2 separate regions of the Ovis aries genome follow, and region 2 is linked to region 1. Evidence: chromatin contacts called from public Hi-C data. All regions are on one chromosome and are shown on one strand. Each heading gives the region's core, a stretch centred on a gene start, on an enhancer-like site or on the middle of the called end of the contact. The rest is flanking DNA. Distances are from core to core; before and after follow the strand shown.

The links. Hi-C and Micro-C count contacts between places; a contact is called where the count stands out from the background.
Region 2: a contact with region 1 is called in a Hi-C map of muscle, with 2.3 times the contacts expected there. The contact joins the promoter of SLC39A9 here to the promoter of GALNT16 in region 1. A contact is called at or near these places in 2 of 16 Hi-C or Micro-C datasets (hypothalamus and muscle).

Annotation. Positions count from the first base shown.
Region 1 is chr7:79,145,222-79,148,414 of ARS-UI_Ramb_v3.0, reverse strand. GALNT16 (polypeptide N-acetylgalactosaminyltransferase 16) reads right to left here and starts at 1,834. Exons shown (of 15, transcript XM_060418700.1): 1 at 1,285-1,834. The coding sequence starts at 1,461.
Region 2 is chr7:79,289,966-79,293,276 of ARS-UI_Ramb_v3.0, reverse strand. SLC39A9 (solute carrier family 39 member 9) reads right to left here and starts at 1,650. Exons shown (of 7, transcript XM_004010748.5): 1 at 868-1,650. The coding sequence starts at 981. It overlaps ERH (ERH mRNA splicing and mitosis factor), which reads left to right and starts at 2,011. Exons shown (of 4, transcript XM_004010751.4): 1 at 2,011-2,118. The coding sequence starts at 2,116.

The DNA of each region.
Region 1 (3,193 bases), core at 585-3,084:
GGGCTGGGGGAAAGCCCAGGGGCCCCAAAGTCTCCTCAGGCACAGCCTGGAAATGCTCTTTTGCAGGGGATAGCTACTTCTTTCCTGGTAGGTAACAAGACACGGAATCAGGGACAGGATGGGAACACGAGAGCCTTCCACACAACGACAACCTCCCTACAGACAACACTCCGTTTTCCTGGGATTCGGCTGCCTTGGCACGAAGACCTCAGATTCTCCTCCACACAAGCCTTCGCCCTCCTGACCCTGCGCCTCCCTGGGGGGCTCCTCAAGGCCAGGCCTTTCGGAATGGCCATGCTCAGCCCCACACTCCGCTCCCCCAGGCGGCCCCGCCCCTTAGCCCAGACCCGAGGGTCGCCCAAGGGTCTCGCCCACCATCCGCCCCCATACGAAGGACGCGGCCCGCCCGAGCGCGCCTGCCGCGGGTCCCGGAACCTCCCGTCTCAACAGGTGCCCCTGCCACACACAGCTGTCACCCGGGGCCCTGGAGGAGGCAGTGACAGGCACGCCCCAGTCCAGGCCCCCAGAGCGTCGGGAGGGCACTCTTGCACCTCCATCGAGCCCCAGCCATGCCCCGCCGTTCGCACTGACGTCGGGGGGCCAGACACTGCTAGTTCACCCGTGGCGGTGGACTGGTGTTGGGGCGAGGGACGCCTTCAGGACGAGACCTTTCCTGGATCCAGAGAACCCTGGGGGTAGTCGTAGGGAGTCCTCATCACAAGCAGGTTCAAGTTGACCGGGTCTGAGAAGGGGGCTCGAAGTCCAGCACAGCCCCTAGTGACCGTGCCTTACCCAGCGTCCTCACCCCACGTCTTTTGCCCCCAAGAGGCTGGAGAGGGGGAGAACACGGCCACCCACGCGCTTAGCAGCGTGCGGTTCTCACTGCCGCTCGCCGTGCGCAAGGTCCAGCTGCCTTCCCGGACGCATGAGGCGGGGGTAACCCCTAACCCCCAACTCCCGGCCCCTGCGCCCCGGGCCCCGCGGCGCAGTGCCGAGAGCGCCGCCACGTTCCCAGTCGTGTGCGCACGCCGGGCCCACCAAACTTGCAGTACTTTCTCCCAGCCCCCACCCGCTGTCACCCTCCCTCCATCCCTGCGCCCTGGCCCCGCTAGCCCGACTGAGGTTGCCATAACAACGGACAGGAATGCTCCAACGTATACAAAGCCGGCGGAGCGCAGCGGGCACGCAGCCCCCGGCCCGGCCCCGCGCCCTCTGCAGCCGCGCGGGGCTAGGACGCGCGCCGCGGCTCCCCGGCCGCCCACCCCGCGCGCAGCGCGTACTCACAATGAGCGGGATGGTGCGGTCCTCTCGGAGCTGCTCTGGCCTCCCGCCCGCCCTCTTTGCGCCCCGGCCGCCGGAGGATGCTGCGTGGGCTCGGTTGTCCTGCCATAAGTAGTAGAAAGTGCCCAGGATCCAGGCTACGGTCAGAATGGCGATGGCATTGGCGCGGATCTTCCTCATGGTGGGCGGGCGGACGCCCGGAGTAGGGGCCCGGGCCGGCGTGCTCTCGGGGCCGGGGCGGGGGCCACTCTCAGCCCCAGCTGTTTGTTTTCGCTCGCGCGGGGCTGCTCGGTCCTGCAGAGCAGAAAAAGGAGAGAGGTGGGGGGTGGGGGGGTGATAGGGAGAGACAGGAGCGCGGAGCGATCCTCACGGTCCTAATGCCCTTCAGCCCCAGGCGCGCGCCTCCCCCGGGCGCCCATTCATTCGCTCGCAGAGCCGGCCCCGCGCTCCAGCCCCGGCGGGTTGCCGGGCCGTTGCGCCCCGGGAAAGGAGCGCAGCGGATGCGAAGCGGCGCGAGAAGAAGGCCCGGCGAGGCAGACGCCCGCGGCGGAATGGCGACGGGCCAGAGCCAGTCTCGACTCCAACTGCTCCGCGACCGAGCTCCCGGCGCCTGCCCCCGCGCGGCCCGGGTCTGTCCCGCCTACCTCCACCCACTCCCGGACCGAGCGGCCCTGAGTCACCGGCTGGAGATGCGCGACCCCGGCCGGGGCCCGCGCAGCGGAGCTGCAGTTCTGGGGCTGCGCTCTGAACAGGGTTTAAGATGTGTTCGGCGAGTCCTTGGGAAGGGGCAGCTGGGTGCGAGGAGAGTCTGGAGTTTGCATCGGGATCCTCCGCAGCCTAGGATGCCGAGCCGCCAGAGGGCCCGCCCCGAGGAGGGATTGGAAGCCGGTGCACTTGACATTCGAAGAGAGCGAAAGGGAAGAGACGCGGCTTCGCAGCCAGTGAAAGGAGATTGTGGGTACAACCACCTCACCTCTTCCGTTCGCCTGGGGCTCCCAGCGTTCACGATGCTTCCCTCCACCCCGCCTCGTTGTCCGCTGGACAACTCGGGGGTATCGTCGTCACCGTTTCATCAGGAAGAAGGGAGGAGGCCAGAGAGGCTGGAAGATTCGCCCGAGGCCACACGACTAATTAGTGGCAGAGCCCATTCTAGAAACTACCTCTCCGTCTGACACTTAAAGCAAAGTTCAAAACACTGACACAGAAACCAGTGAGATTCTGCCCCGGCTCTGTGTGAACTACTCTCACTTACGAGCAGACAGCAAGGTGGGCTAAGTTAGTTCTAGGAGACCAGCGCAGGATCAGGCATGAAACAGACACTCAGGGAATAGATATTAGATACTAAATAGATATTAACTTAACTAACCAAGCAGAGGTCACAGAGGAAGAAATACTGTACCGCAAGGCAGTCTTAAGGAAAGGCTTCTCAAAGAAAGTGGATAAATTCTTCGAATAAAGTCTTAAGAGGTAGGAAAGGGGAGGACAGGGCAGGGTGTGAGCGCCATGAACAGCCTGAGAAAACGTCCAGAGGATGAAAGTACTTGATGCTTTCAAAGAAGAGAGGTACCTGGTGGTGCTGGGTACCAGGATCTGGAAAGTTCTTGGTGGGAGTTGAGGTTGGCCAGGCTGAGGCAGTCTGGACCCAGGAGGCCCTTGCATGTGAGAGGCAGGGTTGTCAAGGAGTTTGTGTCCTCCTGGTGCTCCTGGACACTGGCTGGTCTGAAAGACCACCTCGGGTCCTGGCCTCTAAATGAAGCTGGCAGATGGTGAGGTCACAGCTCATGCTTTATCCTGCCACCTCCATCAGCACCCCTCCGTCCCTGTTTCTCCAGCAGCAGGACTGAAATGTGCATGTAGTAGACGCTCCATACATTTCCACTGGAGTGAAGTAAATTGAAGGAAGAAAACCTGA
Region 2 (3,311 bases), core at 401-2,900, 150 kb before region 1:
TTGAAAGCACTTTCAGGACTGACAGTGAAACTATCTTACTGTTGAACATCAAGGTATAATTAAGAAATCCTGAGTGCAGTAGTTTTTCTCCCCTAATCTTTGAGCACTGTGCAAGCTGTGAACTCCTTACAACAGCCCAAAGAATCCATCTGCACTTTCACTGAACAATGCTTTCATCTATATTTCTTCCCTGTTAATGTTCGTTCAAGTGATAATAAAGAACCAAAGAAATTAAAACAAAATGTCAAACCATACTAACAAAAAAATTCATTACTAAGCAAATAGATTTGAAAACAACTTCAAAAACCTATCCAATGTTCTTCTTTAAAAGGAAGTTTGAGTTAAGAACAATTTAGTTTCCTTACTTCATTCTAATTACAGGTATCCCGCCCAAAAACAAAACAAAACAAAACAAAACCACCTTTTCCCAAAAAGCTATGCCTGATTTTCTCCAAAAGAAATTATACTGACTTCAGCTCATATGAACAAACAATATTCTTCATGTATATTTTGACAGCAATCCAGAACCGTGACTCTTTGAAACTTCTTGGTATCAAAATAACATTACGGTGTCTTTCCCGGAAAATGTAGAGTCGCAAATTTTGGTATGCAATTTCAGGAAGTTCAGAGTATCCAAGGATCTTCAGTGGATCCACCACTCCCCGCCCCTACCCCTCTCCGTTAAGAATTCGTGCTAAATAAGAGGTTTGTTTCTATTATTAAATGTTTTGCATCTTCTGAAAAAAGTCATCCTTAAGAAAACCTTTAGCTCTGCTATTAAATGGGGAAGCAGCTTCCCTTTCAATTGTCACTACTTCCTAGCTGCCATCCTGACAGCTGATAGAAAATAGAAAATTGAGCGCTTACCTCCGAGAAATTAACAGCCAAAGGAATGATTCCAGCCACGTAACAGCCCACCAACATAGCCAGAGACAGCAGGCTAATGGAGATGAAATCATCCATTCTGCCTTCTTTATTCATCCAATACCACTAGTCTATAACTTTTCGGGAGCTCAGGTCCTTAAACACGTGTGACTGTTCCAAGGGAACAGGTGGACTTTCCAGTTCTTTCGTCCTCCCCACCGGCAGATGCGTTCACGAGGCACTTTTCTCTTGAACGTATCTGTAAAGAGCCCCCTTTTTGCTGATACTAGAGACAACTTCCAGCAATCTTAGGTCCCAGCCCGTAAGTTTTCATATACCAGTCACTGGATTCCCATGGGTTAACAGAGATGAGAAGTCAATGGGAAACTATACGAAGGAGCTATTGGTTCAATCGTCAGAATACGGGCAGCACAATGGGCCTATTTCCTCCACAAGCAATGTGCCCGATGGCAGCAAGAAAAGGACGAAAACCCCAGTGAACTAGTTCGTTCTCCCTGCTCCCTTATCTCCCTGGGGCACCCCGCAGGTGATCGCCCCCCCAGCTCCGGGACCAGCCCACCAACCACGGGAAACTCTCCTCCGAGTCTAGAGTGAGGAAAGGCGTCCTGCAGGCCGGTAATGGCGGGTCGTGGGGTTCAGCAGTGAAGCTGATACAAAGCTGTCTCTACCCTATACCCAGTGCTGCCCGTGTTACTCCACTCCGACGGGCCTTGACCCGGAGCCACCGATACTACAGCTGCCATGGCCGCCAAGTGGCACCTCTTCATTACATCCACTTCCGGATTGCCTTACAGCCCCCTCCTTTAGAAGGGTACTTCCGGGGTTACAACCGACCTATGCCCCAGGGTTCTTATACAGCCGCCATTTTTGAGTGGGGCCACTGAAAGATGGCTTGTGTCACTGTCTATACCGGTGATCACTTTAGCCGCGAATCTAATAACGCGAGTACCCAAAATCGTGTCTAGAAAAAAGTGCTTTTTTTTCAAGTTCCGATACGTTCCCTGTGTGCTTCCTTTCCCTTATCCAAGATGGCTGAAACAGGGTCACTCTCTGCTCTAGCTGCCGGAAATCTGTGAGCCTCTATGGTCCGAAAGGTTCTTTCGCGGTGCGCCTCTGACGACTTCCGGCGGCTCCTCTCGCGGGGATTGGCTGTTAGCGGCGTTGCGGGCAAGCTCGTGTGCGGCGGCGGCGGCGGAGTCGGCATCGGCTGCAGCGGGAGACTTTGGCGCGATGGTGAGAGAGGCCTAACCGGCTCCCCGAACCCCTAACCCCCGCCGGGGCGACCCCCGCCCATATATCTCCCCACCCCATCCGGCGCGAGCGTGCTGCTGCTCGGCCCTCCAGCTTGTGGGTCGACTCTTCTCCTTCCCGCCGCGGAGACACTGGGCCTGGCGCTAGGCCCTGGGTCCCAGGTCCGCCCCGCGGTTGCGCGCCCGCCTGCTGGCTCGGGCGAGGCGTGCGTTGCGGAGGTTGCTTTTTCTTCCGTTTGCTGCTTGGTAGAGGCAGGCGTGGGGGTGCTGCTCTTTCCCTTCAAACGCCCCAGCCTACTATAGGAACAATGGCCGAAGGATGTTTGACAATTCCGTCCCGAAGCTGACAGAGTGAATGTACTGCATCCCCCGTGTGGACCGGGAGGGAACATCTTTGCTTTGTAGCGTGCTTTCCCGACCACATTCCCTTTTGTTTTTCTGGGCTCTGCCTTTTTTGAAAAAATACATTTTCCCTCTTTTCTAAGACCTTTAGGGGCCGATTTGGTGTTCCCCTCCCCCTCCAGCCATCCATCTTGTGCTTATCTTTATAGTCTTCTTGGGTCTGGAAGCTGAAAAGATAGATTCACCTCAGGGTCCACTTTCCTTAGAATCTGGGTGGAATGGGTGAAGGGTTGTTTTTGGGGCTTGTGTGTCTGTTTTGTAATCTGCAAAAAAGGAGATGCTCACGAGGATTCCAAGTCATCGTGGTTGCTTCCACACTTTAATTTTCGTTTTCTGGTTGCTGCAGATTAACAGATCATGCAGCTGTTGTTAACAAGGAATTTTTTCAGGTCGTAGTTTTCTGGATTGAGATAGGTTAGTGTTTGACCCAACATAGTCTCCCAAGGAGGACTGGGAATTAGGAGATTGGATTTCCAGTTCCTGTCTTAACTAGCAGTGTGACCTTGAGCAAGTCATTTCACTTCCGAGTTTCCTTCTTTCTCTGCCTTTATTTGGTATTATTTTTAAATGCTTAGATTAAAATCTGGGGATATGACAGCAGTTATTATGAACACCCCATTATCATTGAGCAGTTATCAGTGATAATTTTTTATCATTTCATGTAGAATTGAAAATTGGAATTTGTATTTAAAGTGAATACTGGTTCAAAAGTCTTAAATATTGGTTCAATTTCTTTTCTTTTATTCTTCCTTTTCTTTTTGGTAGTTTGAGAGA